Regions from separate parts of the Triticum aestivum genome. Here region 2 is linked to region 1. Evidence: chromatin contacts called from public Hi-C data. All regions are on one chromosome and are shown on one strand. Each heading gives the region's core, a stretch centred on a gene start, on an enhancer-like site or on the middle of the called end of the contact. The rest is flanking DNA. Distances are from core to core; before and after follow the strand shown.

Region 1 (4,469 bases), core at 975-3,474:
AGACCGAGAATGCACCCTTACGAGCTTGCTTCTCCTGCTTGCCACAGGTTCGGGTTCAGTTTGGCGTGCTCCACTCTCAGATTCTGGCAAATTGCTAGCTAATTCTCTATCCTCAGATAACGGCATGTTCTGCTCTGAGGTACTCAGGCTGCTTTCCATATCACCATCTTCGTTTATTTTGCAAGCCTCTGAATTCTCTGCACTTTGCTCCACCGTGCCGTTCTCTTCTTTGTCAGAATCTACTATCTGTGTGCCATTCCCACTGCGACTGGGTTGTATAAGGGCAGCAAGATCTTCCATTTCTCCATTGGTGTCCTGCCCATCAGAACTGCCGTCTTCGCCGGTATTTGCAACCTCCATAACATTCTCCTCATCTGACATAATATCACCCTTGTCGCTGCTTCCGGTGCCATTGCACTCTTGCTCGATCTCGGTGCTTGGAGCACCAAGCGTGATGGAGTCATCCGCAGCAGCATCAATAGAACCCAGTTTGTTGCTTTGGGGAGACACCCCATTGCTCACAGAGGTAACAACAGAGTAATTACCAGAGTCTTGCCGAACTTGTTTTGTCGACACCCCATTGCTCACAGAGGGAACAAGAGAGTAATCCCCAGAGTCTTGCCGAACTTGTTTGGTGGCATCGCTGACACGGATTTTAGCTGCATAAATGTAAACACATGCCAAAAAGAACAATCAATTCCTCAGAAACTAATGAGCAGCCGATTGGTGTATGCCAGTTCATAAGGAGAAAACCTCGCTAGTTGAGTGTGGCAAGGCATTCGTACCTCTAAGAGTGGTGTTACATCCACCGCACTGGTAGACTGAAACATTTGCAGGTTCTGGTAGAATGTTAAGACACTTTGGGCACCTCACAAGGCGAAACCCGCTTGTGTTAGCACTTGCCATCAAACAAGAAAGACCAAGGGCATCACCCAGACCACAATATTTCCAGGCGGTAGCTATCTACCAGCTACCACCAAAATGATATGCCTGCTAAAGATGTCTTTTTATGCTGTAATACGAGGTCCAGAATCTGCAAACATTCAAGAGCAAAATGATGAGATTCCACTAGCACCTGGTTGGAGTAATAGCATGAAAACCTAACCTGGCTAAAAAAATTCAAAGTCCATTGAACGTGAATGACATGTATCCGTGGTGTGAAACAAATCTGAAGAAACGTAAAGGACAAGGTACTGCAAGAAATACAGTTGCAGCACCACATACAAATAAGATTAGCTGTTGTTTGTGTGAAAAATAAGATTGGCTGGTGAACAAGAGCAAGAAATGCAGGGGCAAGATTGCACCACGTACTACTGCCTTCGCGGTTGAAACATTGAAATCATCAGTAGGCAAATAGGCGTTTTGGCCTATTGGCTAAATAGGGAGGAATTTATTTGGGGAGTTGGGCGATTAGAGAAACAAACAAATCGGAAGGCAGTGATTGTTGGGATCCCTTTGTCTTGCTCATCCAGAATTAATCTACTGGGACAAAGACGTAGAGTAGTAGTACTAATAAGGTACTGATTGTTGGTACCTTATTGTGGCATGTTGGTTGGTTGGTAGTAGCACGTACACCTGCCGAAATCCAAAGTAGGATCTCCATAAGGAACGGACGGAGAATCTTACATGTTCGTACGTATCTCGGAAACAAAATCTTATGTGCTATGGAGTCGCAACCTAGTCCTAGTACAGAGAAAAAATAAAATAGAAAAGACAGAGCAATCGATGCTGACTTACTGATGTCTAGGAACAAGCACATGAAGAGAGCAATCTGGAAGCCAGCTCGAGACAGAGAGAAAAGATGAAATGGAGGAGATGAGGGAAGGGGAAAAAAAACTAGGCTCTGGAAAGGCACCGAATGCGGAAGGAAGAAGAGGAAGAGGAAGAGGGGAAGAAGCCAAGAAGTCACCTTTCCCGTTGTTCCCTGGCCGCTTCCACCTCGTTGTTTCCACCACTCTTCCCCGGGAGGCGCAACAATCACCACAAGCTCGGGAGCTTGTGCAACCAGCCCTGCCCGTGGTCGCCGTCTCTCGCAATTCGGACTCGAGTTCTCGGAAGTTCCACGCTCGCCCCCGGGCTCACCACTAGTCAGGTCAGGTCAAGCGGAGTAGGAGTAGTATATACACAACACAGTGGAGGACTGGAGGAGGAGGGGGAGGAGGAGAGTTGACTGATGGTAGGAAGGAAGTTTTAATGCCCCGATCCCCGGTCTGAACGGGGTTGCGCGCAGCGGGGAAGACTTTCGCCGCGCGCTGCCAGCGGAGAGCGATAGCGAGAGAGAGAGGTGGGGAAGGAAGGAGGGAGAGTCCACGGTCAAACGCGCGCGCGGTGTAAAATACTCACTCCGGTCCTTTTTACTCTGCACATTGGATTTGCCAAAAGTCAAACTTAACTAAGTTTGACCAAATTTATATTAAAAATTATTAGCATCTATGATATCTAATAAATATAATATGAAAATATATTCCGAAATGAATCTAATGATGTTGGTGTTGTTATGTAAATGTCAATAATTTTTTATATAAACTTGGTCAAAATTGGATGAGTTTGACTTCAGACAAACCTAATATGCAGAGTAAAAAGGACCGGAGGGAGTAACAGCGCAAGGGAATGACTCGGGATAGGGAGAGGGAGAGGTTGATCGGCCGGCTGTGGATCTCTTAGGCCTTCCACTATGTAGTCGATGCCCCGTTTATTAAAATATAGCTGGCTGGGCAGCGATGCCCTGGAGACATTATTTGGCACCCGTCTCACAATGTGGTGTTCGTAGCCTTGAAAAAAGCTGGACCCAAGAGGCCAATAAAATACTCAACCAGCCATCAACTACTTGCTTTACGTGAGTGTCTTCAGTCTGCTTCACTTTCTTCTGTGGGCCAGGGAGCTAATTGTTTGCTGCTTGTGGATTTGGCACCGGAGCAGCTACTTGCTCCGGTTCCCAGAATCTTTTTTATGGCACCGGCTGGGCAATGAAGAGCACCGGTGCCAAATAAAGCAAAAGTGTATTTAGCATCACTTTTGGCCTACATAGTGGAGGGCCTTAGACTCCTTCCGCGGCTGTGCTCGCTAGTGCTCGTGGTGGGTGGGTCGGGGGGCTCCGGTGCACCTCGCCGCCACGTCCAACCCTCAGCTCGTGGTTCTGGATGCTGCAGTGCCAGGACGCTGGGACCGTGTGGGGCCGAGTCGCCCGCTTTATCCACGCGTGCTTTGCCTCCGCGACCGCGAGACTCTTTGCTGCCTTCCCAGTTTCATCCTTTTAGACCAACTCTAGGGCACGACCCCAGACGGACGTCTGTTTGGGGCGGGCCATAGGGACGTGTCCGGGCCATTTCTGAGATGCGGTGACCGTGCGCCCAACGTGTGGACCCATCCTTCGGCCGCATTCGGTCTGTCTCATTTTTCAAACGTAAATTTTCGAATAAACCACGCCCTAGTTCATGCGAGCAGCCCTAGTTCATGTCGGCAACACAACCCGCCTACACGTCCTCACCGGTGACTCAACCAGCGACCGGCAACAGAGCCAACCTACAAAATGAATAGTTTTGTCGCCGGCAACACAACCAGCCTTCAAAATGAATAGGTTTCTCGCCGGCACCCATGCCAGCCTCCAAAAAGAACGGCCACGGCCGAACAGACCACCTAATTCAGGCTGTCGGCGTCGAGCATCTCCTTCTGCCTGGCCTCGAACTAGCTCCTCGTCTTCTCGCTCATCTTGGTCAAGTCCACGCTCATGATCGCTAGGGCCACCTCCTTTGCTTTGGTTGCGGCATTGGTGGCCTCGATGTCGAGCTGCCTCTTCCTGGCCGTGACATTGGCGGCCTCGATGTCGAGTTGCCTTTGCCGGGACGCCTCCTCCATGTCGATCTTCCTCTTCTTGGCCGTCTCCTCCATCTTAAGCTTCTTCCTTTGAAACTCTAGGTAATGCTTCATTTGCTCGTCCTTGCTTTGTCACTTCTTCTTGTCCGTCACATCCTTTTGAGACATCATGTCGTGCAAAGTCTCATGTAAGGTCATGGATGACGCATCACGTATGCCGTCAATCTTGGAGTTGGTCTTGCCCCTCGGCCTCTTCAACGCCTCACCATCTCCACCTCCGGCCAACGCGGCCGTCTTCTTGCCTCTCTTCCTTTGAAATTCACGATAATGATCTTTGAACTTAGGGCAATTGTTGATGAGCGTCCAACAATGCGTAAGAATGAATGGCTTGTCATTATGTCGGGCCTTGAATGCTTCCAAAGATTTAAATGCCTACACAATCAACAACAATTGAACATGCAAACATATAGAAGGCCGAAGTCTCATGGCTGTAGCAACGAAAGATAAGAGAGCATACCATGTCCCCAATGCCGAGACCACTCATGGGCCGTGCTTCAACGCTCTCAAGTGCGGCACAATACTTGTTGCATTCTTGTTGGATGAACAACCACCTCTTTTGAATCGAGGTGATGCCACGGTCGCTTGCAAATTGGTAG
Region 2 (4,366 bases), core at 1,187-3,686, 210 kb after region 1:
AAGGAGAAGGAAAGGGTGGCGCCGCCCCCACCCCTTGTCCAATTCAGTTTGCCCCTGGTGGGGGGCATGCCAGCCCCTTGCGGGCTGGTGTGCCTCCCTCCTATGGCCCATATGTCCCATATCTTTCCCTCGGGGGGGGGGGGTCCGGTAACCCCTCCAGTGCTCCGGTATGTACCCGATGCACTTCAGAACCCTTCCAGTGTCCGAATACTACCTTCCAATATATCAATCTTTACCTCTCGTCCATTTAGAGACTCCTTGTCATGTCCATGATCTCATCCGGGACTCCGAACAACCTTCGGTCACCAAAACACATAACTCATATAATACATATTGTCATCAAACGTTGAGTGTGCGGACCCTACGAGTTCGAGAAATATGTAGACATGACCGAGACACCTCTCCGGTCAATAACCAATAGCGGAACCTGGATGCTCATATTGGTTCCTACATATTCTACGAAGATCTTTATCGGTCGAACCGTTATGGCAATATACGTTATTCCCTTTGTCATCGGTATGTTACTTGCCTGAGATTCGATCGTCGTATCTTCATACCTAGTTCAATATCGTTACCAGCAAGTCTCTTTACTCGTTCCGTAATGCATCATCACACAATTAACTCATTAGTCACATTGCTTGCAAGGCTTCTTATGATGTGCATTACCGAGAGGGCCCAGAGATACCTCTTCAATATTCGGAGTGACAAATCCTAATCTCGATCTATGCCAACCTAACAAACACCTTCAGAGATATCTATAGAGCATCTCTACAATCACCCAGTTACGTTGTGACGTTTGATATCATACAAGGCATTCCTCCGATATCCGGGAGTTGCATAATCTCATAGTCGAAGGAATATGTATTTGACATGAAGAAAGCAATAGCAATAAAACTGAACGATCAATATGCTAAGCTAACGGATGGGTCTTGTCCATCACATCATTCTCCTAATGATGTGATCCCGTTTATCAAATGACAACTCTTGTATATGGTTAGGAAACTTAACCATCTTTGATTAACGAGCTAGTCTAGTAGAGGCTTACTAGGGACACGATGTTTTGTCTATGTATCCACACACATGTATCAAGTTTTCGGGTAATACAATTCTAGCATGAATAATAAACATTTATCTTGATATAAGGAAATATAAAATAACTATTTTATTATTGCCTCTAGGGCATATTTCCTTCAATATAAACATTAACTATGAACGTGGAAATAAAAAAAATAGTATTGCTAGGACATATTTTCAACAGCGCAGTGATCTGTGATTCACATGCTAATTTTGTTGCAACATGTACTTTCTTTCCCGATGCTTCTAATGCATCGTTGATGGGAGCATACGCTACGAGGGAGGGCCTTTCGTTGGTAGCGTCGAGGGGATATCATCATATTATTGTGGAGTATGATTCTACTAGAGTAGTAGGAGCGTGTATGGGATCGTCTACATGGTGGTGTGAAGATGCGACAACGTGTGTTGATTGTGTGGACTTGGTTTCGAGATAGGAGATGTCCAATTTGTGCACAGTTTTTTTTGAGCCGGAATACTCTCTATTCCATTAACCAAAACAACCAGCCAAATCGCTGGCAATCATCGCATGAACAAAGTCTGGCGCCCCATCAGGCCACAAGGCTGAGGATGCATGGGTCATACGCACACCATGAGCAGCTAAAGTGTCAGCTACTTTATTACAACCCCTTGGGCAAAAAACAATCTTAAAACGAGAAAAATTTAACCAAGCAAAGATTTTCACGTAATTGGCAGACAATTCTCTCTCTTTTATTTTCGAGCTTCTCATGAATGACGTTTGGTGTTAATCAATAAAAAGGTGTGTCTAGGTCTTAGCCGATTGAGACTTAATCAAGTCTCAGTCAAGTGACATGATATAAGTAAGAAAAAGAAAAAAAAGAAAAAAATTGCATGGATCTCCACGCAAAGATCAAACGAATAGAGATCGACTGAGACATAACTAAGTCTCAGTCGACAGAGACTTAGCAAAACTGTCAATAAAATAAGCCATGATGGCATTCCTTAAAAAAAAGAGATAAAACGTGATGTAAGCAATTCAAAGTTTGAAACTATTCAAAAAGAGATAAGACGTGTGGTTCAGAGAAGAAACCGATCCATAAAAACAAGATTCTTTACACAACCTCTCTAACACGCTCCCTTTGGCTTGGCCCGCAAAAGAAAAGAAAAAAACTTTGGCTTGGCCTACACAGCACACGGCAGAGCTCTATCTCTCTATCCCTTTCGCAGGGGGGAAACCAAACCAAAAACTAGAAGCAACCTTGGCGCCAAACCAAGATAACCCCTCGCGTTTTGCGCGAGGAGAGAGCGGATTGACAACCACCAGAACTGCCCGCGTGCCTCTTCCTTTCCCCCCGTGACCATGACAGCGGGCCCCAGGTGGTCCAACTGGCGGCCCATCTCGGCGGCGCAGCATATTCGCCACAAGCCAACTCGCATCGCGAGCCCGCCTCGATCCCGTTAACGGAGTCCACCAATGCGAGCCCGCCACGCGTCCCCTTACGGTTACCGGAGCCCCGCACACCACGCCCCTATTCTATAATAGGAGCCCCCTCGCCGCCCCGCCGCAGGGGATCGCCGTGCACTCGCCGCCGCTTCCAGCCGTCCCCCTCACCCTCCGCAAAGGTTCGTAGCCGTGGTCTCTCCGGCCCTCCTCTCCTCCGTTTCCTTCTATTTTCTCCTCGCCGGGACGTTCGTCCGGCTCGAGCACGCCTCTTTTACGCGTCTTTTTCCGATTATTTCGGGTGCAGTTAAGGTTTTGCGATTGCTCGTCTGACCGGTTAGCGCTGCGGGTTTCGCGGCGCCCAATTGCGTTGGTGCCTGGGCGCAGATTCGTGGGTCTGTTAGATCTGCACAGGATTCCGTTCTTTGGATCTGTGGCGCTCATAGTGGGCAGGGGCTAGTCGTCGATTTGGGATTTAGCTGATGCCTTGACCTTCCATGGTAATTGTGTCCTTCTGAGTGTAATTCGGTGCGTGTATATTATGTTAGAAAAAGTACTCCTATGGTTTTGTACGGTTAATTTGGGTGTTAGCTGCGAGAGGTGTGGATACGCAGTAAATTTGTGAGCTCTCCAATAAGTTTCCTTCCCGTTCTTTTTTGTCTGGGTTTATTGACACGCGTCCCCATTCTTGGCAGATGGGAATGCCAATTTTAGTTGGGCTTCGTGTTTGGATAGGCACTAGATCGGGCATAGGATGGACGTTTCATCAATCGGGGTTATTTCGAGGTAGAGACGTATCCTGGTTGGGTGGGTCTCATGACTTTTGGGGCTAAATTTGGAATGCTGTTGTTCCTCTGATTGGAAAACCCTTTTTTCTAACTTCAGTAGCAAATTACTTTTAGAACACGCTTTAACTGTCTTTACGTTTAGTCTCTGCTTAAGATAACATGGTGCCCTACCGATTCAATTTGCAGATGAGCACATGGTTTTATACTTTGAATAATCCCAATGTTTTTCTTAGTACAAGCTTCCTTATTTGTGAAATTGTTGAATTAACTATAATATCCTTCTGCGTGCAGCCCATAGACAAGTTGATCTCATGTATTCAGGAAGAACAGTGGCATCCAGAGTTTCCTGTTCATCGGGAAACAACGGAAGCTTCCCGCCCTGCCTTTGCCCGGGATTCCTGGGATTTCCTGTTGTCTCCGTGAACTTCCACTTGTTCAAGGCCATTGTTCGCAGCCCTGCATCTTCCGTTGTCTTGGGTATTTGTGGAAGGAGCCTCCCTTAGACAGAGCTGCCTCATAAGGTGTTCATTCTATATTTCTGTGAATTGGTAGCGGGAAGCCGTGCAGCTACCGCTAGCTTTCATCAAGACTCTCAAAGTGTTGAATCCTGGTTCCTGAAGATGGTTTCCTCTGAGATACCTTCAGTTACAACAACCCATACACAGCGCCCCAAGCTCTTTACAGGGATGATACTTCTGCCAAAAGGGCCTCCAGATGTTGTCCTTCCTGAAAATGTTGAGTTTGATTTTAACGATGTTTTTGGTGCTACGGCGGTCCAGACCCCCACAGAAGTAAGCATTCTCACTCCAGGCAGCCCTGCACCTTTGGCCGAGTCGAATGAGGAGGTTTACAATGACCCTGTAGTCATTACCAAGCGATCTCATTCTCTTGTTGGCCCAACTTCACTTGTTAGCCAATCCTTGCCACTTAGTAAGCTTACTCTACATGAGTCTGAGAGCTCATTAGATCTGCTAGAGTGTCTTTCTAAAGAAAAGAAAAGTGGCCAGGGGAGTCTTAGTGATGAAGAGCTCAATGATACAACAAAGGAGAATGAGGCTGTTGGACTCGACGACTTTGAACTCTTGAAGCTTGTTGGCCAAGGGGC

The links. A called contact is a pair of places that touch in the nucleus more often than the background predicts.
Region 2: a Hi-C map of leaf shows a contact between it and region 1, with 5 times the contacts expected there. The contact joins the promoter of LOC123092219 here to the promoter of LOC123092216 in region 1. A contact is called at or near these places in 4 of 5 Hi-C or Micro-C datasets (leaf and an unstated tissue).

What each region holds. Positions count from the first base shown.
Region 1 is chr4B:373,077,078-373,081,546 of IWGSC CS RefSeq v2.1, forward strand. LOC123092216 (protein ENHANCED DISEASE RESISTANCE 4) reads right to left here and starts at 2,225. Exons shown (of 4, transcript XM_044513918.1): 1 at 1,910-2,225; 2 at 1,535-1,575; 3 at 786-1,033; 4 at 1-659. The coding sequence starts at 906.
Region 2 is chr4B:373,288,899-373,293,264 of IWGSC CS RefSeq v2.1, forward strand. LOC123092219 (serine/threonine-protein kinase AtPK2/AtPK19) reads left to right here and starts at 2,437. Exons shown (of 7, transcript XM_044513921.1): 1 at 2,437-2,655; 2 at 3,553-4,366. The coding sequence starts at 3,882.